2 separate regions of the Mus musculus genome follow, and region 1 is linked to region 2. The links are chromatin contacts, called in public HiChIP or PLAC-seq maps. All regions are on one chromosome and are shown on one strand. The core of a region is the stretch at or near the end of the contact, and the rest is flanking DNA. Distances in the headings are between cores, read along the strand shown.

The links. HiChIP or PLAC-seq counts read pairs in DNA pulled down with a chosen protein or histone mark.
Region 1: a contact with region 2 is called in an HNF4G HiChIP or PLAC-seq map of pancreatic cancer cells. The contact joins the promoter of Uqcrq here to the enhancer-like site in region 2. A contact is called at or near these places in 6 of 115 datasets of contacts at active chromatin or transcription factors (craniofacial prominence, embryonic forebrain, embryonic limb bud and 3 more).

The regions. Positions count from the first base shown.
Region 1 is chr11:53,429,115-53,433,292 of GRCm38.p6, reverse strand. It overlaps Uqcrq (ubiquinol-cytochrome c reductase, complex III subunit VII), which reads left to right and starts at 2,462. Exons shown (of 2, transcript NM_025352.3): 1 at 2,462-2,757; 2 at 4,143-4,178. The coding sequence starts at 2,604. Gdf9 (growth differentiation factor 9) reads right to left here and starts at 7. Exons shown (of 2, transcript NM_008110.2): 1 at 1-7.
Region 2 is chr11:52,447,632-52,451,510 of GRCm38.p6, reverse strand. No RefSeq gene overlaps it. Among named protein-coding and RNA genes, the nearest start is that of 9530068E07Rik, 53 kb to the right of the region's middle. Within about 2 kb of position 2,275, at least 44 of the 459 cell types and tissues checked have an H3K27ac peak or open chromatin away from gene starts, as enhancers often do. A contact at or near this core is called in pancreatic cancer cells, where this site is marked.

The DNA of each region.
Region 1 (4,178 bases), core at 1,213-3,712, 980 kb before region 2:
CTTCTGTAATCAGACCTCAAGCATGCCTAGCTGTACATTGTTTCTTATCAGCTCTACAGCAGTCAGCTGACAACACGGTTTTATCCAATTTGTTCTCATTAGATACAGATTTATCTACTTATTTGGCTTTCTTTCCCTGTTTCTCCTGGACATTTATTTCAAACCCACCAAGTATCGTCACCCTAGTGGACTACTTATATAGGTGAGAGCCCAACAGAAACCCAAGGAATTATAAAACAAAACCTCTTAGGGCTGGAGATGTGACTGCAGAAGTATTAGGTTTATTTTTTCCTCTTGATTCATCGTCTATCTCCACAGCTCCCACGTCCAGGTGGTTAGAATAACTGATGGCTTACTGCACAGTGAATCAGAGAAACAAAGTCACAATGGGTTCTGAAATTCCAGTGATGTTAGGCTGTTCAGCCTGTCCAGGTGGCTTAGTAGAGGGGTTGTAAAGTTGGCCCAAGACAACAGCTACTTGCAATGTGCTTTGAAAAAGGACATCAGGGCCCAGGTGTAGAGGTTCACGCCTTTAATCCCAGCATTCAGGAGACACAGGCAGGTGGATCTCTGTGGATTCAAGCCAGCCTGGTCTATATAGAGAGTTCTAGGACAGTCAGAGCTACATAATTTTGAGAGACCCCATCTCAAAATAAAAAGAGGACATCACCTTTAACTTTGAGCAATTAAAACATACAATGTCTTGGGGCCAGAAAGATGATGGATGACCTGGCAGTTAAGGGCACTGGTTGCTCTTCTTAGAACAACCATTTATAGCTCCACTTCCAGGGGAGCCAATGCCTTTCTCGGGCATCCTTAGGAATACAAAACACCCATTATAAAATGAAAATAAACAATTAAAAAAAAGCCACAATATCTAGCTGGAATGGCAAGATAGCAACTTGCCGCCAAGCCTAACGACCAAAAGTCATCCAGTCCTAAAGGCCTAACTTCAACCCCTGTGATCCACAGAGAAAAAGGGAGAAGAGACTTCTACAGCTCGTCTTCTGACCTACACCCCTAGCACTTACATACCAAATACATATTTTAAAATGTAGTGACAGTACAATATCCTGATGCCCTTGTTTTGGTCTACAATTCACTTGACTATACTTTGGTTGAAAAATCTTGAGACATCAGCAAATGCAATTAAATAGACATCGTATTTATTCTTTAACCAACCACCCAGATGGCAGAAATCAGGACAGTGTTTTAGTCCTTGATTAAAGTATTTGTGTCCCGGCCTTGGAGGTGAGATCAAGCTAGATAATGTTTAAGGAAAATGGGGGCAGGGTGGAGGTGGGGGGGAGAATGTGCAGGTGCACCATGAAAGGCTATCTAGCACCCCTTGGAAGGAGACTATCTCTTGGGAGAAAGTCAAAACACACTAATGACACAGGATAAAAAAAAAATCAGTTTGCCCAGCACCAGATAGATAAGGCTGAAGTACTCTTGCAAAACTGAAGCTCACCGCCAAACTGCCCCAGTTTGATTGCCAGATTATTTACAGCCAGTTAACCCATTTACAGCCACTGAGAGGAGGAGAAAGGGCGGTGAGTCCCACAGGATAATATTAGCTAGGAGAATGAATGCACTTTAGAGAAAACATAACAGTTCCTTAGAGAGTGGGGTCTGGGTTTGATGACACACTCAGCCCAAACCCACCACTTTCTCCTTGGCTCCCATCACCACTATGTGCGTCTGACAACTGCCACACTCGTTCGTGGCTGAACTGGGAGAAACGTTTATGTCACATCTTGGACAAGTCTACAGCCTGCCAGTGGCTTGCTAGGCAGTGTGTACCAAAGCTCTAGATCCGTGTCCTTAATTTTGTACTGTGGTCAGTGAAGGCCCTTTTGGTTATGAGGACCACATATACCTGGTGGAGAGTAAGGGACAGCAGAAGAACGAGGAGAACAAGTCTTTTTGTTTTTTCTTTTTAATTTTTGAGCAGCTGCCGGCTGTTATGCAAAGGCCTGGTACTGAGCGGAAAGGACCGCCTCTTGGAACACCCAGGTGCTCCTAAGCCACGCCCATCACCCTAATCCGCGCCCCATGCACCTATAGGCCCCGCCCCGTGCACCTCTCGACGGGGGACCTTACGGACGTATCCACCTAAGATCCCCAGGGTGGCTAATAAGCCCCGCCCACTTGCTTGGCACCCCTCCCACCAAGCCACCATTCCTCTTCAAGCCCCGCCCCTTGGCAACATCAACCTCTCCCGTGCGTTCACTACTTACCGTAAGCCCACAAGCACCTCTATAAGCCCCACCCACGTGTCGCTAGAAGCGCCTCTAAGCTCCGCCCAGCCCTCTTGGTACTGGTCCTTTCCGGCTACACGAAGGTCAGGCCACGCCCACTCAGGTCAACTGACAATTTTTTTTTTGAGTCTCCCCCTTGAGATCGAAAGAAAATGGTAGTTCCCGGAAATGACTTCACGTTCTCTAGGCTCGGCTTCCGCTCCTCCCGGAAGTGACGGGCGAAAGCCGGCTCAGAGCTCTGGAGGTAGAGGTGACCGATCCTGGGGGTCGGTGTTAGGCCGTGGGAGGTTTTTCGCGAGACTGAGCCACGCGTCTATCTTCTGTCCCAGGGCCGCCGTCACCATGGGCCGCGAGTTTGGGAACCTGGCGCGGATACGGCACGTGATCTCCTACAGCTTGTCGCCCTTTGAGCAGCGCGCCTTCCCAAGCTATTTCAGCAAAGGCATCCCCAACGTGCTGCGCCGCACTCGCGAGCGCATCCTGCGCGTGGCGCCGCGTGAGTGCGGGGCGGGCGGGGTACAGCCGCGCACCTCTCCTTCCGACGCCCTCGCGGGGCAGACGTGGAGGAGTTCTTATCATATCGAAATGACTGGCCTAAGGTCACTTGGGTGACTCCAACGGCTCCCTCTGAGGTCATCGCTGGCCACTATCTGTGATGAAAGGCTGATGCAATCAGTGTCTTGTGTTAGATGTGCGGCCGATTTTGCTGTCGGTTTCATGGCATTGTGAATATCCGTGAAGGTGCACTTAAATTTGATGGAGAGGTTGAGGCCCGATCTTGCTGTAGAAGCCAGGCTGGCCTTAAACTTGAGATTTTACTGCCCTCTCCTCGGGACTGTTGGCTGGAATTGTAGGCATGCGCCAGCACAACAGTACTTTTTAAAATGGTGAAGATTATGTTAGGTAAATTCCGTGATTTTTTTTTTTTTAATTTGGTGTTAACTAGGAAAGCGAAGGCCACATCTTCCTGGGCTGATATCTTTGTTTTGGTTGCTTATAAAATGGTTGTGTACTATAACCATTTTGAACCTCTTATTAAAAGTAGTTTCTGGTCATAATGGTGTCTACATTTAATCCCCAGCAATCCTGAGACAGAAGCAGGTGGATCTATGTAGTTTTGAGGGAGTTCTAGACCAGCAAGGGCCTTATACTGTGAGCTTGTCTTAATACAGCAACAGAAACTTAGGGCTGGGGATGGTTCAACATCTTTCCTGCTCTTTCAGAAGATCCAGATTCCATTCCTAGCACCCATATGGTGGCTTACAATCATCTGTGACTTAAGTCCTGAGGGATTTGCCATTCTCTTACTCCCTTAGTCACCTCGGTATGCCCTGAGCCACAGCACGCACGCATGCCTTTAATCCCAGTGCTTAGGAGGCAGAGGCAGGCAGATCCCTGAGTTCATGGACAGCCAGGCTTACACAGAGAAAGAAACCCTTTCTCCAAAACCAAACAAACAGTTGAAGCTAGGGACAGTAGAAGGACAGGCAGAATTGGTTGAAAGTCAGAAAGGAGGACATGGACTGACAGAGGTGGGTGGATCTCTTGTTTGAGGTCTGTCTGTCCACTCAAGGAGGCCATATCAAAAAAGGAAAAAAAAAAAAAAAAGCCAGAGAGCTGGGGCACTGGTGGTTGTGGTACAGGTGCCTGTTCATGTAAATGACCCAGTGTGGTTCCTCCCAGCACCCACATGGTGGCTCACAGCCATCTATATAACTCCAGTTCCAGGGCACCTAACATCTTCTTGCCCCCAGGGAGCTACATGCATATGTATGATCAGACATGCATGTAAACCCCTCCCCCCCCCACACACACAATAATAATAAAATAGAAACTTTTTAAAATGTCTGTACTCATGGCTTCCTCTCTTGATCCCTACAGCGTTTGTAGTGGTCTACCTGATCTACACATGGGGCA
Region 2 (3,879 bases), core at 1,026-3,525:
CTTATGCAATTAAACAAACGAATGACTAATGAAATGACTATAAAGCGCTTTGCAGAAAGTCTGTGTAAATGAAGGCAGAGGATAATGAGACATGGTGAGGCTCTCCCCGCTCTCACGAATGACTGGGAGAGTGCTGTTCTAAGTCCTCCCACAGGGATTGTGATTTGGGAGAGTGCTGTTCTAAGTTTTCCTGCGTGGAACACTGGGCGTCAGTATTCAAAGACGTGTCAGTGTGCAAAACTGAGCAATTTGGGGGAAAATGGAGATCTTAACCACAAGGCCTGATTTGTCTGTGAGCCTGGATACCTGGTGGGCCTCACTGGACAGACAGTCAGCCTGGCTTCACACAGGACAGCTGGGGAGAAGCTCTGCAAAGCGTCAGGCAAGACTACCTTGAAGACCCTCTTTCCCAGAAAAGCAAGCTGCAGCCAGTTGGACTCAAGGCTTCAGATGCTTGAGAACATCTTCACAGGCCCCAGGGGGGTGGAAACAAGGACTCAGCTACCCCTATGTCCATCACACAGATAGCTGAGTCCCATAAGACTTCAGTCATCGCTGTGAACTGCTGGGTGGAAGTAGGAAGAGGACTAAAGGTTGTCCTCTGCCTGCTTTAACCAAGGAAAGCTTCTTGTGAGAGGCAGGGCATTCAATGGGGACAACAGGGGCAGTGCCAGCTAAGCACCTTGGAGGGACACTGGAGGAAGGTGAGCTGAGAGCAGAAGGCGTCATGAGAACAGGTGAGCATTTCCCTCTCTTTGATGCTTATTTCAAAGCACGAAGTTCCCAAGGCTGCAGCCAATACACTTTTGGCACATGCCTTTATCTCTCTCTCTCTCTCTCTCTCTCTCTCTCTCTCTCTCTCTCTCTCTCTCTGGTTCTAACCTGGAAATGCAAATCCACCATGTATAGTTTATAGCTCCTCGCTGGCCAGGACCACAGATCATCCATCAGCTCAGAAAGAAACTTCTAGAAATACCTCCATCTACTTCCTTCTCCATCAGAATCGCCTTTGCTTAAGGGTACCTTGGAGCAAACGGTCATCTCCTACACTAATGCTCCCCCAAGCCTGCCTCCCCTGTCTTCTGCCACTGAATTCTCCCACTCCACTCAGTCAAATGGGGTCTCTCAGTCGCATTCCCTCCCTGAGACTCGGGGACCATTGCAGGAGAGGAGGCCAGAGGTTGTAAGAGCCAGAGGTCAAAGAGGACCAGAGTGACACAGTGTCTTCTGGACATGACAGAGCCACTTGCATGTGCTTATGACACAGGGACTCATGGTGCCTGTAGCTGCCTGCACAAAAGCTGTGGAAGATCAAGCCAGATAGTGTTCTAGTAGGAAGGGGGAGGGGCTCACGAGCTCCCACCCTTAGCTGAGGAGCTACGAACAGTTTGTGGCTTCTTGGGGAAGGAGACTCAGTTTCTTTAAGGGTGTGGCTCCTGGTAGGTGGGCCATGCTCTAGCAGATGGCTCCATACCCAGGAAGCTATGGACACCACAAACTGGAGTAGTTGGGAGATATATAGATATAGATATAGATATAGATATAGATATAGATATAGATATAGATGTGTGTGTGTGTGTGTTTGTGTGTGTGTGTGTATCTATATGGGGGCAAGTGGTAAGGTTGAGCAGTCTCAGACTCCAGGAATCTCAGAATTAAGGTGGCACATGCATTTGATCCTAGCACTTGGGAGGCAGAGGCAGGCAGATTTCTGAGTTTGAGGCCAGCCTGGTCTACAAAGTGAGTTCCAGGACAGCCAGGGCTACACAGAGAAACCCTGTCTTGAAAACCCAAAAAAAAAAAAAAAAAAAAAAAAAAAGAATGGTAGAAGTGGAGCCAGCTCCCTGCCTCTGCCTAGCTCTACCTGTTCTGGAACACTTAACCATGGCATCCCCACTGAGAGGACCATAGCAATCTCATGTAGCATAAAAACCTGGAGTTCAGACTGGCAAGATGGCACAGAGGGTAAGAGCACTGACTGCTCTTCCAAAGGTCCTAAGTTCAAATCCCAGCAACCACATGGTGTCTCACAACCATCCATAATGAGATCTGATGTCCTCTTCTGGTGCATCTGAAGTCAGCTACAGTGTACTTATGTATAATAATAAATAAACTTTTTTTTTAAAAAAAACCTGGAGTTCTCCATACTAATGAGGTATCTAGAGAGGCCCCCAGTACTCAAGCAAGGAGCTTCACTTCCTGGGCATCCCTTCCCATAAAAGGTATTTAATCTCTGACTCAGCCTGAGTGAGGTGTAGGCATTCACATCCGTCATCAAATAAAACAGTTTGGACAAGCAAGGACTGACTCTTTGTCAAGGATAGCCTGGGGGTGGAGAGGCCTTAGTCATAAAGAGCCTCGCCTAAATCTCTGAGAAGGCCTTCTCTTTCCCAGTCCCTAGGTTCCCTTAGCACTCCCTCAGAACCAAACCAAACCGGTTCCACCCCTGTTCCACCTCAGCCTTCCCCTTCCCCTTCTTCCCCTTCCCCTTCCCCTTCCCCAAGTGGAAGCTCAGACCAAGGACCCCCATTCCCAACTGCCAGCAGTACCCCAGTGGCTTCTGGGTGCACGGGAGACTGGGAACCACAGAAACTATCCCAGATCCCACAGGGGAAAACACTGAGGACCCCTACTGTGGACTGTGCTCTGCCTCCCCTGAGCAGCTGGCTCACAGTGCTCCAGCAGTGCTCCCAGCAACCCAATGGAGGGGAAACAGGCCCGAAGCCTGGCATAAAATAAAGAAGTTGAAGGTTAAGTTAAGGGACAAGTTGGAGCAAATCTGATGAAAATACACCATGTGAAATTCTCAGAAGATGAAAATATTTTAAAGATTTTTTTTCCACTGTATCCATAACTTATCGATGATGACAATGTAACGTGTGGTGTCACTTGGGAAATGGCTCAGCATGTGAGAGGGCTTGCAACAAGCTCCTTAACCCACTTAGGGAAGGATTAGACCTCAGCATGGTACCATAACAAGAAGCCCTGGGTACCCGATGCCAGTCCAGAGCAAGACTGTGAAGTTTCACTATGCCATCCTGACCACACTGGAGCAAGCATTAATAACTAAGGCTGACAGAGATTAGCTCGGCCAAGCTTTCCAACTTGTTCTTAGACACTCCAGCCTTGACTGGAGTTTGGACAAGATGAGCTTGGAACTTTGTGATGGATGATGCTTGGGTCAGCCCAAGATCCCTTCCCTAAGCACCACACAGCCCAGTTCTGACCTCCGCAGCCCACCGGGATCCCAAGCTTGTGAGCACTGCACAGGGCCTTCCTCTAGGCCTTAGTAGAATAGATAGGAGTTCTTCAATTTGATGCGGTTTGGTCTGGTTAATAAATCAATAGCATACAGGCCTAGGGTGTAGCTCAGTTGGTAGAGTTCTTGCCTAACACACACAAAGCCCTGGGCTCCCATCCCACTGCCACATAAAGCAGATGTGGTCGCACGTGCCTGCAATCTCAGAACGGAGGAGGCAGGATAAGGAGGCTGAGAAGTTTAATGTCATCCTCCAGACCAGCCTGGGCTACACAAACCTTACCTCAAAAAATAAATAATATAGATTATAATAATGATATTATTAGTACTGGCAACATTTACTATTTGTTAAATACCAGCTAGTAAGGAGGAAATGATTCATAAGGCAAAGAATTATCTTCTCTAGGGAAAGATTTGTTGAACATGACTACAACTTTAAAAAAAAAGTTTTTACATTTATTGTGTGTGTTTGTGTGTGCATGCATGCGTTTGTCAGTGCCCACGTGTGGAACTCAAAAAACAGCTTGTGAGAATCAGTTCTCCCTCCCCCTCCCTTCCCCCGCCCATGTGAGACCCTGGTATGGAACTCAGGTCATCGGGCTTAGTGACAGTTCTGAGCC